2 separate regions of the Mus musculus genome follow, and region 2 is linked to region 1. A link is a contact called in public HiChIP or PLAC-seq data. All regions are on one chromosome and are shown on one strand. The core of a region is the stretch at or near the end of the contact, and the rest is flanking DNA. Distances in the headings are between cores, read along the strand shown. Region 1 has its middle 11 kb from the start of Bhlhe41. Region 2 overlaps Itpr2 (inositol 1,4,5-triphosphate receptor 2).

The links. HiChIP or PLAC-seq counts read pairs in DNA pulled down with a chosen protein or histone mark.
Region 2: an H3K4me3 HiChIP or PLAC-seq map of embryonic midbrain shows a contact between it and region 1, with 4 times the contacts expected there. The contact joins two enhancer-like sites. A contact is called at or near these places in 4 of 39 promoter capture datasets (the HPC-7 cell line, hematopoietic stem and progenitor cells and liver), 10 of 115 datasets of contacts at active chromatin or transcription factors (the 230-238 cell line, craniofacial prominence, embryonic basal ganglia and 6 more) and 1 of 9 other capture datasets (embryonic trunk).

Annotation. Positions count from the first base shown.
Region 1 is chr6:145,850,502-145,857,956 of GRCm38.p6, forward strand. No RefSeq gene overlaps it. Among named protein-coding and RNA genes, the nearest start is that of Bhlhe41, 11 kb to the right of the region's middle. RefSeq lists an enhancer at 4,545-6,545. Within about 2 kb of position 5,495, at least 277 of the 459 cell types and tissues checked have an H3K27ac peak or open chromatin away from gene starts, as enhancers often do. A contact at or near this core is called in embryonic basal ganglia, where this site is marked.
Region 2 is chr6:146,385,615-146,392,349 of GRCm38.p6, forward strand. Itpr2 (inositol 1,4,5-triphosphate receptor 2) reads right to left here. Exons shown (of 57, transcript NM_019923.4): 12 at 5,697-5,796; 13 at 5,171-5,331; 14 at 261-402. Among named protein-coding and RNA genes, the nearest start is that of Itpr2, 110 kb to the right of the region's middle. Within about 2 kb of position 1,632, at least 25 of the 459 cell types and tissues checked have an H3K27ac peak or open chromatin away from gene starts, as enhancers often do. A contact at or near this core is called in embryonic basal ganglia, where this site is marked.

The DNA.
Region 1 (7,455 bases), core at 4,245-6,744:
GTGGGATGTAAACAAAAAGTAATTAATTTAAAAAATTAAATTTAAAAAATGAAGTCACTTGTGAAATAGTTTAGAACATAAAATTCCAAGTAAGTAGAGAATAAAAGCCAATAGGGTAATAATGTTAGATATGAAGATGACAGGAGAGGCTGATTCAAAGCCTGGGGATGGAGTTAAACATACATAATCTATAGGATAAAATTGTGTGTGTTTTAACATTGTCAAATATTATCAAAATGCATTTTCAGAAAGCTACAGAGGAAGAAAGAACAGAAAAACAAGTCTAGAAATATACAAAGAATAAGAAACCTTGGTTTGTGCCCTTCCCTAAAAGGCAGTTTTCTAAGGAACAGTGTCTTGTGAGTCAGAAGGGTCAGAGCACAGCTGGATACCTTAGTCATGGAGGTTTCTCCTTGCTCCCCTCAGCCTGTCCCAGAGGGCCAGCCCCAGCCTAGGTAATCAGAGAGGACACTCTGAGCTCCCTGGGCTGCCAGCTCACAGCTGGAGGCTCCCACCTGACCAGGAGAAACTCCCTGGCCTCCAGCCAGCTGCACTCCCTTTAGCTTATCACCTCCAGATTTAGCCCACACTCCAGTTGGAGGAAAGGACTCTGCAGATCACTCTTCACCAGCACTCGTCCAGGGGCGAGTTAAAGACTAGGCATAACCTTTAGGTTTTAAAAAAATGTGTTTACTCAAAATGTTTATTGCATGTGTCCCCTGCCTCAGCTGTGGAGTGGACTCCAGGAGTGAACCTAGGAGGTCCCTCCTGACACCTGAAAGTCCCACCCAAGGGTGGCAGGCCAAGCTTGAACACCAAGGCTTGGTGCATGGTAATTTGCATGGATATAAACATATCATTAAAATACACATTTAAAGGAAAAAATGTACCCCCCCCCCAAATAATCTAGAAATATACAAAGAGAGAGACCTTGGTCTCTGTCCTTCCCCAGAAGACAGGTTTTGGATGTCAGTGCAAAGCGGACAGGTTGGCTGGACACAGTGGGTGACCTTTCCCTGTGCTGCTGGAGGGAGAGTAGTGAGGAGGACTCATATTGGATGAGGGATGACGATGAGGGATGGGAGACTGTGCCCAATGCCCAGACTCTCTCTACAGCATGAGTGGGCTTCTAACAGTGAGAGGCAGAGCTAAGCAGAGGTCCTGAGAAGAGTGAGGAGAAAGACCCGGGCGGGCAGGTTATTAAAGACCTGGAGCTGGAGCTGAGGTCAAGCAGTCAGACTCTTGACAGGCGGCAGACAGGGTGGAGGAGACAAACAGAGGTATAAGAAGTCCCAGCCAGCACACTGACAGAATGGACATATACACAATTAATCATGCGTCTCTCGGAGTCTCAACGCGACAGGAGTTCACTGCACTTTTAAGAACGGCTTCCTTCAGGAACGCCTGGGGTTAAATACTCAAAATCTCCAGGCAGGCACCATATTTTTCTCCTTGAATACAGAGATCTCCTCCTTCCTTCTCCTGGCAGAACTACAGGTTTACAGTCACATTTCGTCTGTGAGGCAGGTTCTCAAGTTGGTTGAAACGGTTGGTGACAACCGCAGAAGTAGGCGCACACATGATCTAAATTTCAGTTTGGCCCAGGGAAAAGTACACGGTCTCCCGGCACCAGCTGAAACAGCACCTGAGCTGCCATCGCTTGAGACGCTGGGCTGCTGTTCTTGACATTTTCTAGGTCAACATTACTCACTTACACGAGCTGAGACTCTCTAAAGTCAGAGGTCATTCCAGGGAAGGAAAAGGCAGAAGCAACATGGCTTTGAGTCACAGGTGAGCAGACGTCTATAGTTGCAAAGCCCCAGCTGAAAAGCAGGTAGCCAGCGTTGGCAGTGAGGAGCCAGAGCTGCTGGCATGTGCAGCAGCTGAAGTGGCCACCTACAAGACATTGCCTGGGTCATCTGAGAAGGAAGACTTTTAAAAATTATCCAAAAAATAATGTGTATGCTTGCATGTAGGGAGAGGTGTGTGATGTGTCCATGCTTACTCATGGGGGCCAAAAGAGGGCATGTGGAGCTGAAGTTATAGGCTCCTGTGTGCTGTCCCACATAGGTGCTGGGAACAGAACTGGGGTCTACTGATAAGAGTAGCACTATTTCACCAGCCCCTGAAGCGGTCTGGGTTCTTTCATTCTCAGACCCCAGGTCTGTGTGAGAATCCCATAGGAGCAGAATGGGGAAGAGAAGCCACAGAGAAACTTCCTACCAGTCCTTGGGATATGGCTTTAAGTTATAAGTTAAGGCAGAATGGCAGACGATAATATGGTTCACTCCTTCTACACACCGGGACCTGCAACAAGATGTTAATCACTAAGATGGGGATTTAAAAGTAAGGGCTAAGCACAAAGCAGACAGTGTGTTGGGGTTTTGACTGAGACAGTTATGCAAGCGTGCACAGATGAGGTGCGGTTTCTGCCGAGTCTTGTAGCATGAGTGGGAGGCCTCTGAGTGGAAATTATTCTATCAATGACAAAATTCAAAGCTTGAGGGACAAGTGCTATCGACATGTGACTTGGGCATCAAGTACACCCATCTTTCAGCTGGAGAAAGAGGAGAGAGAACGAAATGGATTAGGACCCAGTCTGCTTGTCGAACTAAGGGCCAGTGGCCCACAAATCCTAGGCAATCTGAGAGTAAAGTTTCACACAGAACTATAGGGGCTTTGGGCAATTTTTCAGAAACGGCTTGATTGTGCAGTTTGTGACCACTAACTCTGTAGACATCAGTGTTGCAAGGTCAAAGGTTAGACACACCTGGAAGACCTCATACCCTAGGGAGTCCCTTCTCTTTGGAATTTAGTGATGCTGGTTGTAGTGGGTTGACAGGACTGGGTAAAAGACACAGGAGAGTCTTGAGACAGTCTAGGAGAGGGATGACAAGGGTTTGAAGGACAGTGGTTGTGGGATCAGGGAGTGTTTGGCTGTCAACAGTCCTCCATTAAGTACCTGCCAAGTGCCAGGCCTTGTGGCAGGTTCTGAGATCCACCAATAAATGAGGGCAAAAGTTGCAACCCCTGGCCAGCCAATCAGAGCGGCTACAGCTGTGCATGTCCCCAGAGGTCACATCCAGGTCCCTCTAATCCATAAGGGATCAGGGTCCACATGAGCAGTGAGGTACAGCTTTTCAGGGACCCTGTCCTCTGCTTAAATATGACAGGTATCCTCAGAGGTAAGCAGGGCAGAGAAACTTCTTTCAGTTTCAACTTTATAGAATTTCGTTAAGTTTTCGGTGAGTTTTCACATAAACATCGCTTGGACAAGGGTGAACAGATGTTGGTTGTGCATGTTGGGGCTTGGGGAGGTTGCCACCAAGTCTGCGCACCCGAGTCTGTTCCTGGACCCACATGGGAGAGGAACTGAGTCCCGTAACTGTCCTCTGACCTCCCCAGGTGCACGAACACGCACTAAGCACAAAACATCCTGTTGCTGTGTGTGAAGGTTTTCTTCTTTCTTCCTTCCGGCCAGATCCTTTATCCCCCAACTCTACCCTGCCCTTCTTTTTGAGACAGGGCCTAACTCTGTAACCCTCTCCAGCAGGGAACTCTGTGTAGCTTAGGCTGACCTCAAACTTGCAACAACACTCTTGCCTCTGGTATCCAAGAGCTGTTTGCCTAAGTGACTTTACGTCTTGTCCATGTTTAGTTGAGGCGCTGGGGATTAAACCTAGGATACCTTGCATTTCAGGACACAAGGCCAGTGCTTTACCACTGAGCTAAATCCAAAGGACCTATATGAAGTTTCTTAATGCTTTAATGCACACCCAAAGTTATAGGAAACCTCTCACCTTCTTTATCACACTGTCTCTTTCATTTGCAGGTATGAATGCTGGCGGCTTCTGTCTCCTTCCCTAACTTCTTGACCTCCCCGCATCTTTATTATTGAGCAACACGGCAGGCTGATGGCTTCACATAGAAAAGGAAGCAAAGGGTAGTGCAGGGGAAATTAATCCCTCATACTGAATGAGTTTTGAGTTTAGTGCTGTTGTTTCTGGAGGCAATCTGACTGAAATGGTTGCCTGTTCATTCATTCATCCACCACACACTATGAATGGGGATCAATACATACTTATAAAAGACAGTTACACCCTGGGGAGCACAGGCCGTGTTCAAGGTGATCCAGGCTAGGAAGAAAAGCAAGCTTAAGTCCCGGCTCGGCTGGTTTACTTGTCTGCTGCAGCTTAAGAAAGGTCCAGGCAGAGTGGCATTTGAATAAAAACAGAAGGCAGGGAAGATGTTAAATGTATGTGCTTTGGTGAGAGAGGGCAGAGGTGTGTGTGGCAGGCCAAAGAACTGGCAAGTGGAGACTCTGTGGGCAGGAGATGTCCTCAGGCACAGGCAGGACAGAGGGGAGACAAGGCAGCCAGGGCCAGAGCATGGATGGAGTAGCTAGACAGACTGCACCATCGGCTTGTCGTCTTCATAAGAGTCAGGTTAAAAAAAAATCGCAGGCAGACAGAGGGCATGGCTACTAACTGGCAAAAATAGCAATTGATTGGCAAAGCCAGGAAACCTGAGGGACTCAGCTGTCAACACCAGGAGGGATCAGGTTTGTATGGGTCAGGACTGTGTCTGACACCGGAATTAAACATGTTCGCTGACTCAAGGTTAGAAAGCCTCTGTGGTTTTACTACTTCATGTTAACCATTTTAGGCCAGCAGCTTAAGAGGGGTGGGGGGTTTTCAAATTCAACTACAGAAAATCATGCATATAGATCATTAAAAGCAAACTCCAAGCCCCCTGCTTTGTTAATGTCTGTCTCTAGGGTGGCAATCTTGTGTCCTTCAGACTACAGCAGTACCTGACTTGTCCAGATAGCACTATTACCTGAGATCATTTCCCATCACATGACTGAATCCTAATTTGCAAGGGGGTGATGATGTTAAAATAGCTTTGCAGCATCCTGGGGAGGGTTATATAAAATGCATTAACCCTCCCCCCAACACCTCCAATTCATTCATTTTGGAGCATTTATAAATGTGTTGCAGGAAATGTTATACAACCAAAGAATATGGTCACTTCAAAAGGCCAAAGTCTGAGAGCAGACAATTTTTCTTGGAGGGATTGTTAAATAACTCTATAATTTAAACAAAACAAAATAACCCCTCCTTTAGCCCGAGTTTATTTACCCATCAGTCAAAATGCACTAATTATACCCCCCAACTCCCTCATTAGGAGGAATCTGCCTTACTAATCTGCACGTGAGGCCCGGTTCAAGGGATGCCCAGGCTGCAGGATTTACTCCAGGTTCCGCCAGCCAGGAAGGCTGAAAAACTGCAGCGTCATCAGCTGCAGAAGCCTGAGTCTCAAAGGCCCGCGCAAGCGCACTGGGCCCCGCCCCGCCCCCATCTCACGTGCGGCTCAGCGTGCGCAGTGACACGTGTGAAAGCACGCGACCTTTCAAGGCCCACAGAGCCCGCTGTACTGTGAATCCGGGGTGGGGGACTGGGGGGGGGGGGATGACATCATCTCCAGCCTTGTCGCTAGGCAACCTGAGAAGGCGTCTCCCTGCCCAGACAAGCTCCTTGCTGCTCCAAAGGCTGAGACCATTGTGCTCTTTCTGACCAGCTTTCCAATGAATGAGCAAACCCAGCGCTCAGCAGTGTGGTATTACACTCAGTGTGTCTGCAGAGAACCTACGGGTGTGAGCTCATACAATTAGGTGTCTCTGTCAGGTCACGTGAAGTTTACACAGCTGCTTTATAGTATTGCTCCAGATGGTTCAGGCATGAAAATGGAGCCCTGCCCCTCACCTCCACCTCCACCTCCACCTCCACCCCCTAGTTATCCTATTGTATCTGGAGTCTGGGTAACGCCTTGGTTTCGGAGGGTTTCTGATGCACAGAGCAACTCAGGCCTCTGAGAGGGGGGTTCAGGCAGAGCTACTACTGTTGGGCCCTGTGAGGCACTGGGTAGCCACACGGGGAGGTAGATTTTTACCACGGGACTGCATGAGGACCACGTCTGTTCCTAAGGAAATCGGCCTGGAATGGAAAGGGCCTGGAAATCAAACCCCAGCTAAAGTTCACCCAAAATACCCTATATAAAAACTGCAGGGGGCTGGTAAGTGACCAGTGCTTGCCTAGGGTAACTCAGGCTCAGAGCTCAATCCTCATCACCTCAAAGACAGACAGACAGACAGACATATTATGCTGATGGGATGTATGTAACAGGAGTAGGCATGTTTAACATTTTAGCCAAGTAGTTCAGCAGTTTTAGTCTTATGGGAGTTTGAATCCAGCCTACATTAGAATAACAAGATAACAAACATCAAAAAAACAAGCAGCCACACAACGGTATACAAATGGTATATGTGCTCTTAACTCGGGGTTCAGTTCCCAACCCTCAGGCTGGGTGGCTCACAACCACCCATAACTCCAGCTCCAGGGGATCCAGTGCCCTTTTCTGGCCCTCTGGGGGCACTGCGTACACGCGCGCATACACACACACACACACACACACACACACACACAGCGAGAAAACAAAAAGTCAAGTCTTTCTTATCTTTCCCACGGGCTCAAATCCTTTCCCCAGTTCTAAATTGTTTAGTTCCGGATCCCTTTAGTCAGAAAGCTCTTTAGCAGAGTGAGGGCCGCAGGGGCAGAGGGGGACAAACAGGAGCCAGATCATGTGTAAATTCGAAAACCCTCAGGCGCACATTTCTGGGTGCCTCCAAAGTGAGGGGGCAAGAGAATGGAGGACTGTTAAGGACTTCAGAACTGATTTCTTAAGAGTTCCATCTCATGGGTTGGTTTTTTTTTTTTTTTTTTTTTTTTTTTTGAAAAAGTAGTCCTTAGAATGCCTGTCTTCTCTTCTGTCACTGAGTGAGAACTGGTCACCTTCACAGAAGAGACAGAAGTCACCATGGGGTATGCTTGTTTGTGCTGTGTCTGCTTGGAACACATGCCCACAGGAGGCAGGGCAGACCGGACGGTGAGGTGCAGTCTCCCTTCTCTACCACAATATCATTACACAACAATACAACTGCATCTCCCATTGCAGTGGGAAGGGTCAGGACCGCTCCAGTCTAGGGTCCATTCCCACAGGAGATGGCAAGGCTAAGAGCCAGCAGGGCAGTCAAAGGTCTCAAGAGACAAGAGAAATTAGGAAATCCTCGCTCTGACCTCAAGTTTAATATTACTCATGAAACTGAAAGCGTAGCTTGAGACAGGCTGGTCCAGAAGTCTTTTCATGAACTCTTATCCACTCTGCAAAACCCCAGCTACTCCTCGAAGCCTGCCCCACTCACACAGAGGTCAGCAAACGCTGCTGACCAGAGAGTCTGAGCATCTCACAGGCCACTGCAGTCACCTCTTATGTCACGTCACTGTGTCATTTTAGTATCATTCTATAACCCCTATGACACTGAGGTCCCAAGGTTTAATATTTCATAATCCCGCACTTTCCACAGCCTCTTCTGTAAAAGCAAAATATATGCATGGT
Region 2 (6,735 bases), core at 382-2,881, 530 kb after region 1:
GAGCAATCTGGGAAGTAGATCTCCTCCCAGTCCACCCTTGAGATGACAGTCACCCACTTAGCACCTTGACAGTCCCTCTGAGAATGCCTCGGAGCAAGCACCACCCCACAGAAGCAACTCTCACACTTAAAACTCACAGGAGCTGAAATAAGTGTATATGTGTCGTTTGTTATGCAGCAAGGCATGACTGATACAAAGAGTTCACCGATGCTGCAACTCAAAACATAACATATGCAAGTTTGGCTCCTTAAGCAACTCACCTGTGCCAGTATATTCTGTTCCCTCATTAGTTTCTGCCGTTCCCGGTTTGGCTTGGTGATGACCACATCCAGAACGTCCTGCCCATTGTTGGTCACATCAGCCACAAAGAAAATGAGGTCTTCCAACAACTTAGTCACAAACCTATCACACACACACACACACAAAAAGATTGTGATAATTTTAGACCATTAAAGATTAAGTCTAAGAACAAAAAGACTAAGAAAACTAAACCCTTTTAAAACATATTTAATCAATAAAATATAATGTCGAATGCAATTGCTACTTGCCTGAACTTTCACAGTATTTCCCACCACCCTCTACTCCAATTCAAACTCTATCAATTATTTTTAAACAGTTATTAAATAAAATCCTGTGAGTCTTAAGGACCAGTGGGCTGGGGAGAGAATATAATTGTGAGTTAATGTCTTCCAAACACTGTTCTTAAAACAACCCTCTGACAGACACCAGGCGATGTCACCCTCTGACACACACGACATAGCAGGTTGGAGAGAGCCTGGAGCCAAGTGTCTCTCTGCTCAGTGTACATTCAGCTTGAACATAAATCTTGGCTCTTGCTGGACAGAACTGGAACTGGTGTTTAGACATGAAAGGCTCAACTTTGTCATGACTCTTGATTATTTCTAAAATAGGTAATAGTTAATGGGACAATTGGAAGAGCATTATTTTATATATTATTCTATAAAATCTTATTTATAAATATTACATTATTAATGTTTTCTATATTATATATTTTATACATATATGTGTATATATTGTATATAGAATATATGTATGTGTTTTATATATACATAATATATAAAAATATACTTATATGTGTATATTTATGATAAGTGAGACCTGGCTGGAATCGTTATTTAGGTCTGATATCGGTTCCCTATCAGAGATGAGTAGCTGTCTGTTCACATACTCCTGAGAAAAGCCATTCAACAGACTTCCTGTCAGATTTAGCAAAGTTAGATAAAATATATATTATGTATTTTAAAAGACGCACGCCTGAAAATAAAAAAGACCACATGGGTCAAGAACAAAGTAAAAGCCCGGAGCAGCAAATGGCGAACGCCTTTAATCCAGCACTCAGGAGGCAGAGGCAGGGGCAGAGGCAGGGGGAGCTCTGAGTTCTAGGCCAGCCTGGTCTACAGAGCAAGAGAGAGTTCCTGGACACCCAGGCTACACAGAGAAAGCCTGTCTCTCGAAAACTGTGAGGACACAAACAGAGGCCCCCTTGCAGGACCTCAGAAATTCAGAGCCCTGCGTGAGCTGCAGCTAGGCAGGCACTGAAGGGACAGGAAGCACACAGAGGGAGCCTCCCTGCCTGTGATCACATGACTCACATGCCTCCCCTTACCAGAGGAGAGGCAACATCACACCTCGGTGTGGCCTGGTAGAGAGAGGGGGCAGGCGTTGGCTGTGCCACAGCAGATAGAAAAATGAATGAGCTCTGAAAGAAAAGGCAATATTGTTCCACCTAAAGGAAGCATGCATAATTAAATCACAAAACACAGAGAAAACTGACATTAGAAAAGACAGCCATCAAGCTAAAACTCAGAAGGTTGATTCATTGCTAGTAAAACCCAAGTAACAAAGCCATTCTAAGTGACATTTAAATGAGTGTGTTGTCAGTCCTCAGCAGATAAAGCAATTACCGCAAGAGAACATAATTTAAAATGGCAGATGTGAATGAAGGGTGGATGGGTGAGGCCAAGAACCAGCAGAAATCTGAGCAATAAAAGTATACAGAAAATTACCCACATGCAATTATAAGGCAATACCAAAGGGACACAGATAACAGCGTACCTAGATTTTAAAAAGCAGATTATAAAGAGAAGAGGAAATTAAAGAGGCCAAGGTCACTATTGAGTACACAGAATTCAAGGACTCCCTGGCACTATGGGAGGGAAGAGGAGGAAGAAAAAAGAGAGGAGGAGAGGGGGGACCAAAAGGGAAGAGGGAAAGAGGGAGGGAGAGGGAGAAAGGAGGGAGGGAAGGATGGGCGCCCAAGGAGGGAAGAGGAACAGAGGGAGGGAGGGGAGGAGGGAGGGACACATCATAGTTTACATGGTGTGTTTATAAGAACCACCACTCAGCTCTGTTCATTGCATAAAGACATGGTGCTCTTCTTAAGGTACTGGATTTGGAAGCAAGTCTAGCATGGTCTCTGGCTGACTGGATAAACACTCTGTGACTTAGCCATGTTCCAGGTCCCTAGCTGCATAAGGAAGTAGGCCTAGCTGCATGAAGAGGTAGGCACAACAGCTTTTACCTATGCAGCGCCCCAGAGCACACACTGCATGGCCAGTGCCTGGCACATATTGAGTAAGCACTAGGTCTCACTGAATTAGCTGCATCTCTGAGGAGCTGTAACAGAGGACCCTCCATGGACAAAGCAGGTCCCTCAGAGACTGCAAGACGTGTGTGCCTTCTCAGGCTCACACAGCAGTTGACACCCCATGTTCCCTCCCTCCCCGTGATGCCCTCCTAAAACTCTGTTTTCTTGGCACAGTCACGCATGATACAACTAGGAAATTCAAATGAAAATATATAAGGCTGAGGAAGATGAAGCCTGACACAGGAGCTGCACCCATGGAGTCACTTCCTGGGGTGACTAAAGGGAAGAGAGAGATCCAACCACACGGACTCCTGGAGGCAGGCCTGCAGTGTTTTTCAAATAAAAAGAATAGCTAATAATAACTGCAGTCTCCGTAGGGGGAAAAGTCAGAGTTGTCAGTTATTCGCAGAATGAATTTTCTATTGAATTCTAAAGTTGAGGGACTAAGAGCCGGTTCACTGCTCTGACTGGCAAGCATGGACTGCATCTGGATGAGGAGTGACATCATCAGAAAATGCAACCTCCCCTTTCTCAGGTGCAAAGGCTTAGCTGTCGTTTCTCACTGAAGCAGCAGAAGGACAGGCAGGGGTTGGGGGGAGTAAAAAGGTGTGATCCGGGGACACTCTGGTCCTCAGTCCTGAGGCCGATCTGGAGGAGCTGGGTTCCCCCTGACAGGAACTGGAGAAAAATGGCCTGTTGGAGGAGGTACCCGGAAGGGCTGAAAACCATGAATGGGACTCTTCACTCGGTAGATACCTCACTTTACCAAAAGTCTCAGAGAAGCATGGAAACTTCCTGTGAACGTGGGAGACAGGCAGAAACAATTCATCGAGACATTCCCATCTGCACAGTGAGATCCATGTCTGCTCTAAGCTGGCTCTGCCCTTCAGTCTTCTGTAGCTATAAGAGTGGCCAGTTTCTGCTTCAGGCCTTGCTTTACTGGCCACCACAGGGTGGGCATAAAGACAGGTGTCAAATGAAGGTTCCACAAGGATGGTAAGAACAGACAGGAAGCTGAGTCCCATTTGACTGCTTGCCAGCATAGCAACAATGTTTAAGTAAGAGGTGAATTGTATGGTATGTGTCTAGGGTATATGATACAATGTATCTAGAATGTATGCATTTAGTAACAGAACACTCAGTGTTATGGCACTCATCCATCCTGTTTCCTCCCCACCCAACCCAGTGCTTGTTAGGTTCACCCATGCCATCACACATACATATAGTTCATTCGTGTTTCTGGCTGTGTGGTACTCCACTCTATGAGCATAGTACTGTTTTATTCTTCAACTATGATAAACATGGATAGCCTTCAGTTTGGGTTTGTTTAGAACAAGGCTGGACATTTTTGCCCTTGTGTTCTGGGCTTATTTTGGACAAATGTTCAAGAATGTCCAACTGAGGGGTGAACCAGTGAGCCAAGCATCTGTTTCTCTGACTTTACCATCCCTGGCTGGGCTGTTTAGCAAGGAGCCAATCATCTCAGTGGCTGTAGGTGGGAGCTCTGGTGTGCATGCCAGAGACTCAGCAAATACCTCCTTAACTGTTCAGATTCAAAGTCTGCAGCATATCACAAAGAGAAGAAGAGGGAGGAGTCTATACCGTGAGGCCATGGGAAACTCCAACTGTCAATCATGTGACTGGACCCCCCACTCACTATTTATGTGATTTTACCCAGATAGAGTTTAATCTCCATTTCATTTGGCCAAAATGGGAATCGCTATTGAAGCTTCACTACATGAAGGCTTGGGTTTGGTTTTCAGATTTCTAGCAGCCATTATTCTTTTTCTCACACCTTTAAAAATAAGTAAGTTAGGAATCAAGAACCCAGTTTCTCTGGGTGAGTGGCTCAGGCAGAGAGCATATGAAAATATGTAATATGTAAAAATGACAACACAAAACTCAAAATCCAAACATATTCAAGTATGTCATGTGATCCCTAAAAGCTTTCAAAATAAGAACAGAGAGAAATTTAAACCGTTTATTTTCAAGCCAAGATAAAATGGAAAAAGTAAGTATACCATCAGACAGTTTTAGGTTCCAGTTTTTGTTTTGTTTTGTTTTTAATTTTTATTTATGTGTGTGTTTCTGTATATGTGTATGTATGTGCATGTGACGGCCAGAGGAGGGCGCCAGGTCCCACAGACCTAGAATTACAGGTTGTTGTGAGCCATCAGGTGTCTCTGCTGGCAAGAATTCTTCACTACTGAGCATCATCAAATGTAAGGCTGCTACTATGGAGAATATTCTAAATGTTCTGTTAGAGTCATCTGGTTTACTGTAAGAACTAATTGCCCATGTTGGGGGAGGGGGGTGGCAGCGGTGGTGGTGGTGGTGTTTGTTTGTTTATATGGGGCTTTAGGTGATTTTTTTTCATTAGTTTTGAAGGACAAGGTCTCGTGTAGCCCAGGCTGGCCTTGAACTTGCTATGTAGCCAAAGATAACCTCGAACTCCTGGCCCTCCAGCTTCTACCTCCCTGCTGAGACCACAGGCTTTTATTCCCAAACTCAGGTCAACAGTTGACACCTAATGACTCGGAGTCACATTTGAAAGCCTCTCACCTCCTCTCGTTCTGTGTGATGCTGCCATTCTCCAGCTTCTTCACCGTGGTGGCCAGCACTTTGTTGGCATCGTTGGCAAAGTCCAAGTCACGGACCTCAGACAGCGGGACGCACACAATGGCAAAGGCTTCTTTGTCTTCCTTGGTCTGGCAGGTCCCAATCTGCAACGTGTGTTTCCATTAAACTGCAAGGTCTGGAGACCGAGCTCCTCAGTACCAAGACGCATTGGGTGGGGATGGATAAGCAGAGAAATGCTAACTCCTGAACACAGCATCCTCAAGGAAAGGCATCAGGGACGAGATGGCTCACCACGCCCATTTCCTGCACCGGAAGAGTGTCTCTTTCACATGCCCTCCCTCTGCCTCAAATACTTCCAAGTAGAGAAGACGTGCCTGGAATCCTCTTGTACCTTTCCTGATATCTGTACCTCTCCCTCCTGAACCACAGCCCTGCTGCAGCCCCTCGAGTCAGAGACCGGATGAACTTTCAGCCTCCCTGAGTTCTCTGAACCCCCAGCCACACTTACTTTCAACATGACAGGCCTCTCTTCCTCTGTGTCTATGGGGATGGTGGTGCTTGTTACCCAGGTGTTGGTGCACAAGTGCCTTAACCGCACGTAGGAGTTCCTGAAAGCAAGTGATATAAAAACATGTAGCTCTGGCGAGATGGGTCAGAGGGCAGAGGTGCTTGCCACCCAGTGATGGGGACCTGAGTCCAATCTCCAGGATGCACATGAAGATGGAAGGCAAAGACCAACTCCACAAAGCTGTGCTCTGACCTGCACACACACACACACACACACACACACACAAACACACACAAACACACACACACACACACACACAAACACACACACACACACACACAAACACACACACACACAAACACACACACACACACACACACACACTGTCAATTAAAACCATTTGCATATTGACATATTCAACAGATCCATCTGTGATATGGACACTAAGTGTCTTAGACTAGCAACTGTCTAGGGATCCATCTGGAATAAGAAATAATCCCTCGATTCAGGCTGCTTTGGAGCACACAGCTTCACTTCCTAAGCCATTGGCATAGCCAGAAACTTTTTTCAAAAATGCAAATCCTAAGACCTCACTGGTCTACATTCAGACACTGTGGAGAGTGGTCAGCAAAGACTAGTTTATTCTGTCCCCAGACAGCTACTAACCAAAACACGTTTATAGCCCCAAATCACGGAGCTGCTGTGGCCATTGAAGGCATAATGCAAGGCAGCCAAATAAATAAACCATTCTGAGTGGCTCGACAGGCACATACCCAAGACGAAGGTGAGCAGTGAGCTGCATGGCCCTCTAGCCCAGACCTCATGCCATAAACTGCATCCCTCTGTGTCCAGTTAGTGGCACTTCCCTGATTTCTCTGGTTTTATTGCTAATCTTGGTGTTTAGTGTAAAAACTCTGACCCTGGCTCCTAAGTAAGATAACAACATGACTAGAGAAGAAAATGATTGTCAGGGTTACAGCGAAGAACAAAGCCTGCCAGTGTGAATAGGAAGACACCATCAAGAATACATCCCTGTGTA